Regions from separate parts of the Cyprinus carpio genome. Here region 1 is linked to region 2. A link is a contact called in public Hi-C data. All regions are on one chromosome and are shown on one strand. The core of a region is the stretch at or near the end of the contact, and the rest is flanking DNA. Distances in the headings are between cores, read along the strand shown.

Region 1 (3,483 bases), core at 427-2,926, 68 kb after region 2:
CTCAGAGATTTCCACTTTAGTAGTATATACACTAAACATTACAGTTTTATTCTAAAGGTTTTTACAAATGGGTTTGTTCATATACATTATAATTTGCCTGCTTTTATACATTAAAATTAACATTTAATTCCTAAAAACATGGATAAAATGATTTTTTTTTATGGTGTTTGACAGTATTTTCTGATTCACGATAATAAGAGATATCAACAATCCTTTCTGTTAAAACCTTTGACTCTAATGTCAACAAAATGAAACAAGTATTTTGAACCTGGCTTTATCCAATGTTCACACTTTAGTTCTTCAACTGTATGCAAATTAGTGCATATTTAATCGGATAATGTCACATTTGCATTTTTACACTAAATATTTAAAAAAACCAAAATGTTTAATTTCAGGTCTTAATGTAATCAGTTAACTATGGTGTGGTGATATTTATTTGTCAGATTTTTTTAACCTCTTTGAACCTTTATTTGTATTTAATTAAAAATAAAAAAATTTAAGATTTATTTTTGGAGTTTTATGCCTTTATTTAGATAGGACAGGAAGTGAAGTGGGAGTGAGAAAGGGGGCAGGATCGGCAAAGGTCTGCAAGCCAGGACTCAAACTCAGGACGCCGGAAGCACAACGGCGAAACATGCCCATGAGGCTATCAGCTCTGACATAACCTTTATTTTTAAAGGCATAGTATACCCAAAAATTTGAATTCTGTTCCCAAAATTCAGAAAATGGTTCCCATTGACCTCCATTGTATGGAAACTGTTTGTACCAACATACTTCAGAATATCTCATTTAGTGTTTAACAGAAGAAACACATTTGTAAAGGTTTGGAACAGCATGTGGGAGTAAATGATGACAGAATTTACATTTTTGGGTGGACTATCCCTTTAAGAGCGTGGCCAGACCCAGCATAGTGATATGACTTGATTTATTTTGTTTTCCAACTTGCATACCTCAGCTTGACCTCAACTACAGGTTTATTTGTAAAAACGCTGGTTGTGTTTGAAGACGTGCCACTTAAAAATGCTTAACCCCGGGGCCCTGACGCGGTGCGAGGCATCGTTAAGTTTGCACGCCCGACAACGTGTGCTAAAATCTCATCAGAACCTAGTACTTAAATGAATGCTGGGTCTCCACCCTGTGAATAATAAATATTCTTCAAGCCCTTCAACATGTTCATTTGTCTGGCGAATCAAAGGAGAACTCACACGCCGAGCATTCGAAACATGCACTGGCATCCTGTCTGCCTCTGTTTTACACTGACTTAAAAAGAGCATTCGTTTACTCGCATCTGCTTTCAGTCAGTAGGAGCGTTGCTTAACTTTGAGACCCCGTTTGCTGTTTATCTTTTTGGCCTGACCTTGCTCCTGGTCACAGGGGCGAAAGGCAGGATCTGAGCGAAATGCGAACACTCGGATATCAGTCTCGGTTTCCATGGCAGCCTGGTAAATAGTTGTGAAGCAGCGAGCGGAAGATTAGTCCCTAAGGAGGTCCCTTGTCACCATGTGACCTACAAAGGGCCCTTCGATCTCTGCCAGTGTACTGACAGCAACTCCTCTTGAAATGAAATCCTTAAACGGCGTTTTGTTTGGATTCGGTTCTGTGGCGTGGCAGTCACTGTGGCTCTATGAACAAAAAGGCATCTGCTGTTGAACTCTGTTTCTATCTCTCAAGGCTTTGTATGTGAGATGTATGCGCTAGCCATCTTGGGAGTGTGTATTTGGGCTTTTATTTGGCCGTGAAAGGCAGAAGGACTTCTCATAGCAATCCACAAATCCATCACCACAGCCGAGTGCTCTCTGTAGCGTGTAGGAGAATTGTTTAAGATGCCGGCATCACTTTGCTGTTATTCCTGCCTCAGTGCCTCAAGATAGCAGTGTATCACTTGACTTCTCCTTCCTTTTAATTCTGGCTAATGCCGACATTTATCACGTTGCAAATATTTGAGCTGAAAACCGATCCCCTCAAATCCAATATACTTCCTATAGTTCATCTGGGAAAAGAATTAAGCTAAATGCATGGGCTTTATTACACAACAGCAGGTGCCAAGTTTACAGTACAGGGAATTTGTCATCTGCATTTCTCATCGCCTTTACTCTTCCTTTCAGTGTCTGTCTATGTGCTTATCTGTCTTTATCTCTTTTCTCACTGTGTCTCTCTCATTATACCCCAGAGGAGTGATTCCAGCGGATGCAGTATTAGATTAAATGAGCAGGCATGTAAATGCTTGTTTCTCTGGCGCATTTCTACAAAGCTGTAGTCACCATTAAGTCTTGCTAGTGTTAATCTGGATTCCTTTTTTACTCATTGAATTAAATTTAAAGGAATTACTTCAGAATTTACTCAAATTTCAATTTTGAGTCAATAAACATATTAATAATAATAAATCAGACTTTTATTAATTAAAAAAAAAATATTAAATTACCTCAAATTGTTCCGAAAAAATTTACTTTTATAGTTCAAAGGCTGAAATCATAAATCATATCACTTTTATTGAACTTCTAGTGTGTGTGTGGTTTTTAATTAATTAATAATAATAAAAAAAAATAATAAATTCAAATTATTTATTCATGCTTGCTTGCTTTTATTATGTAAATAAAAACAGAGTGATCATTCTTCAAAATATTTCCTATTGTGTTCTACAGAAGAAAGAAAGATATATTTGTTTGCATGGTAAATGATGACAAAATTTTATTTTTTAAGTGACATATTAATGGTAATGTATCTGAGATGACGACATCACAGCTTGTATTTAAGACTACTGACATTCATTTTTATTGAAAATCATCTCAGATTATCATGCTGGATAAATACTAAGACACATATAAACACTGTTCTTTTTGTATTGGTTTTTATTGTGTTGATGGTACATTAGCCATAAAGCTGTAAAATGTTTTTATAGCAAGTCAAGCTTTTAGTCGGTCATTCTATATGGCCTCTGACCTTGCTTACTTGAACCTGCTCATACAAAAGTGTGCCAGTTGAATACAAAAGCTCCTTCAGTACACCTCCTCCTCCACTGGTGTTTACACAGAAGGAAGCCCAGTGGCCATAGAGCCCATGTGCGGAGGCTGATTCTTGAGAGGATGTGGAGTCCCTGCTGTTTGGCTTTTGTGAGAAAAGAAGCGCTCGCTCTACAGAAGCAGTGGTGCGTGTCATAGGCCCGAATGTACAAATCACGCAGCCCCCAGCTGTATTGTGAGAAAACAATGGCCAAAAGCACTCTCGCCCTGAAACTCTTTGTATAAGCAGCGTTTTTAGGTACTTCTTACTGAGTGTGTAGTTTGCCCAAGGATGAGTCCTGTCAAGACGGCTCATCTACAGATTGACTGCTGTGAAATTTCATGTGAAGGAGTTGTAAATCATGTATTAAAGGGATAGTTCACGCAAAAATGAAAATTCAGGCTTCATTTACTCACATTCAGTGATCATGGGCTTTAAGGCTGCATTATTGTGTAGGATGAATTTTAAGTGTATATTTTTTTT
Region 2 (3,913 bases), core at 213-2,712:
TTCGTGCAGCTCTTGACAGATATAAGCAGCCCAAATTTCCCCCTGTTTTGCAGTCTGCCGCTCCATGTGTTGCTTATATTTATAGCCTTGGCTGTAGCGTACGTGCACATAATAGTTTTAGCATTGCTGCCACATTTTCAATAGCAAGCACTTCAGATTGGTAGCAAAGGATTTGGGGGTTTAAATATTAGTATGTTCTTGAAGGACAGAACTAAAATGAGGCTTTTAGTGGTGGTTTTCAATCTGTTTTCTAAGGATAGAGAGGGAGATAAAAAGTAGGGGTTTTGACCTTTTGTAAGACATTTTTTAATGGCAGTGATTTGTGTGCTTCGACGCTGCTGATGTCATGGAGGAATTTTGCAATGACCTACTTTAGTCTACTTGAGCCATTTATCTGAATTTGCAAAAAAAGTATATAGTCAGATATTAAAGGAGTAATGCAAACAAATATTCTCATCTGCTCATCCTTATGTTGTATTATTACTATTATTTTTAATATGTGTAACAGATATTAGGCAGAATATCCAAGCTGCTCTATTCCTTACCTGTCAGTAGATTTTTACTGTCAATCTCCAAAAAAACACCATGAAGTATAAAACCAGTTAATATGTACATGTGCACCATTCTTTTAAGTCTACTAAAGCTATGCAATAGCTCTTAAACTATACAGTATTTTTTGTTGCCTTTTTTTTTAACTCGCTGCATTGCAATTGATCACATGATATGTGAGAAACAATCACATTTGATGTCATTGATGTCAAACCCGCAGATAAAATTGTAGATCTTATAATGAAGAATAACCACTTCCAGCTATCGCATTTCTCCAGGAGACTATATATAGCACACAAGTTGTATGCATAAAAACATAAATGTAAATATTCTGCCTAACAAACTTGAGCAAGACTACAAACAGCGCACATGATAAAAATTCTGTATATATCAGAATTTTTATCACCTATGAATGATAAAAAAAATCTGATGTCAGTATCATTTACAGTAAAAACATCTCATGCTACTTACAACAAGATACATTTACTTTAAGAACAAAAACAAAATAAAATTTTAGTTCTTTTTTTAGAGAGAAATCTAATTGACATTGGAGTAAGAAAAATAAAGGAAAAAACTTAATTTGGATGGAACACTATTTTGTTTTAGGTTTTATTATAAAAACCTCATTCAGTTTTGCTAGATTTCTATAAAAGCAAGATTTGATATGGTGTGTCCTTTTGCAAAAAAAAAAAAAAAAAGCTTTAAAGTTTAAACCATCAAGTTTTTTTTTTTTTTTTTTTTTTGCAGTGTAAAATGTTTTTTTATCAGATCAGTTTGTAAATGATCTTACAACTATTATATTGTTTATCCAGGTAATGGATATAGAGCAGCTCTAGATCTTTCTCCATCTACAAATACCCCAGTGGATCTGGCACAGCGCAGGACTTATCAGCCGTCTGTAGAGTGTAGCCCTGGGTTACACATGAAACAATGGCATTCTTTCAGTTAACACCAGAGACACTAGGACCCACCGAGTCTCTTCCTTCCTCATCAGGCTCCCTTAGTTCCAGAGCTCAGTGAGCGGTCTCAGAACAGAGTGCACAGAGAGAGAGAAAGAAGGAGGGAGGGAGAGAAAAAAGCCAAGTGAATGTTAAAGCCCACTGTGGTCACTGCTAAAATACCGAATCTGAGAGAAATGGAGGGATTAACCAGTCGGATTTAAAAATCTGGAGCTCATGCGGAGGCAGCCAATCGGGACGATCTGGATTAAAAGGTTTGTGTGTGATTGATCATTCTTGCTGTAATCTATCAGGGCTTTCTGTTTTGTCAAGAGTCAGCAGGCGTACAAGAGCATATAGACGCCGCTGGGAGCTCCTGGCTGGTGAGTCTAGTTACGTGTGGGACATGTGCTACTTACGCCGGATGAAACATTGTGACAGCACAGACAGGAAAGAGGGCACGCTCCTGTCACTGAGGAATGGAAGTCACTGCAGCTGTAAACAGTGCTGGAAGAGGTCTAGACCGTCCCTCGCTGAGCATGCCTCGGGGGTCGTTCCCTCGCTGTCCTACTGGAACGCTTGATGTTTTTCTTGGTGCCGATGAAGTAACACACTGTTCTGGTTGTTATTGTTTGTATTTGATGTTCTCGAGTTCAGCACCTAGAGTTCCACGCAAGGAACTTTGCTCTGAGACTTGTCAACAAATGCAGTGTTAAATAAACCAGCCACCGAGTGAAGTTTGAATGTGATCTCTGGGTGGAAAACAAGAAGAAGTGAGCCACATTGCTCCAAACGATTTCACCCGCTTAAACCAAGGAGACAGAGAGTCTACTGGGAAACTATGAAGTGAGCGCGCGCGTGTGTGTGGCATGAGCTTTCTATAAACACGCAAAAAGTGTATTATAATAGGTATATAAATAGGCATATATTAGTTTTTTTTTTTTTTTTTTTTTCTGTTGGTTCATTTCTAGTTTCTGTTTTATTCCTTTGCTGAGCTGGGAAAATTAAGCTTTCTCATTGTAATTCTCTAGTTCAGCTGTCTTTTCTCTGCACGCCTGGACACAACAGCTGAAAGTCCTGTCCTAGATGCATGCTCCATGTCAGCTGTTTGCTTTGCAACAGTAATCCTACAGAGTGTCTGTTCATTTGCATTCATGAGCATTAAGTTCTGCTCATCCACAGGCTGCTGTTAAAACGAACCGCATGAATGTGTTGGTACACAGCACATCCTGTGGATTTATTGTCATTAGAGCTGGACTCTGGTAACTCTGGCCATTCTGCTGAGCTCTGAGCTTTCTGTGGTTGTCTGTCTGCAAGTGTCTTTGCCACAGTGCTATGGCAAGTTCTTTCTGGGAATCTGAGATGCTGAGCTTGTGTTTTCCACAAGAGTTTCCATTTTCGTCCTAAAAAATAATAGAATACCTTGATGGCAATGTCCTATTTGGAAAAAGCTCGTGGCGTGGAGGCTGTTTTGCTGGAAAAAAATGAGCTCTAGGATTTCTAACCTACTTTAGTGTAGTCACTAGATGTTTCTATAAATACGTAGAGTGCAATGAAGACCGTTTCGGGCTGTTTTATGCAGACTGGTGTGTCGTGCCGTGCTGTAAGTTTTCCCTGACCCTCTGTTTCCATGGCCCCCTCATGTGGCCGCTCTTCACTGCCTATAGCACGAGCTATCTCCGCCTATGAAAACACGGCACGTGATTGGCTGATCCTGCAGATGCACAGGAAGTTCAGGTTTTCTAATAACCACCCAGAGACACAGTTACCATAGAGACAAAGATAAGCCCCCTTACTAAAAAAAAGGAAAAAAGCCTGCATGTCATCACAGCAGCCTGCAGAAGGCGTCTGCTCTCTCTCTTTCTCTCTCTCACTTGCCAGTTCTCCTATTAGCATCTGCTCAAACAGTACAGCCCCTGCCTTATGAAGGTTGCCTCAGGTTTTCTCTCACCGCTCTTCAAATGCACTCTGCACTCAACGTGAGTTCTGCTTTGCTTTTTACAAACTTTCCTCAAATCCTTTATACGTCGTTACCGCGCTCGTGCACTCACTCGTGTAAACTACTGGTGAGCGCATGAGAACTGGAGGCTTTCAACAAATCTAAAGCATTGACCCGTGCCTAGAGGGCATGTTTGTGCTTTTGTGTGCACCCTTTCCTCTGTTTTGCACAGACCGTAACATTGTCCGTCCGTCTGGCCAGAGCTATTTGTGGGATCTGATGTAATGGTAGGCTGTGTGTAATGTTGATACCACCGGCTGCACGTTAATTGATTTCAGGAGTATTGTTGAGGCTGTTAAAACGCTGCCTCTCGGACCAAGAGCATTTGAAGGACTTGAGGCTACAGCCCACAGTTTTAAGTCTGGTTCCTTATAAACTGATTTCTTCTAGTTTTAGCAAGCCTCTTCTGCAAGTTTCCTCAACAGTT

Evidence for each region. A called contact is a pair of places that touch in the nucleus more often than the background predicts.
Region 1: a contact with region 2 is called in a Hi-C map of liver, with 6 times the contacts expected there. The contact joins the enhancer-like site here to the promoter of LOC109108079 in region 2. A contact is called at or near these places in 3 of 8 Hi-C or Micro-C datasets (liver and skeletal muscle).

The regions. Positions count from the first base shown.
Region 1 is chrA17:6,794,400-6,797,882 of ASM1834038v1, forward strand. The region is part of intron 4 of LOC109108079 (forkhead box protein N3-like); the gene reads left to right. Among protein-coding and RNA genes, the nearest start is that of LOC109108081, 20 kb to the right of the region's middle. Within about 2 kb of position 1,677, at least 1 of the 8 cell types and tissues checked has an H3K27ac peak or open chromatin away from gene starts, as enhancers often do. A contact at or near this core is called in liver, where this site is marked.
Region 2 is chrA17:6,726,118-6,730,030 of ASM1834038v1, forward strand. It overlaps LOC109108079 (forkhead box protein N3-like), which reads left to right and starts at 1,463. Exons shown (of 6, transcript XM_019121249.2): 1 at 1,463-1,762.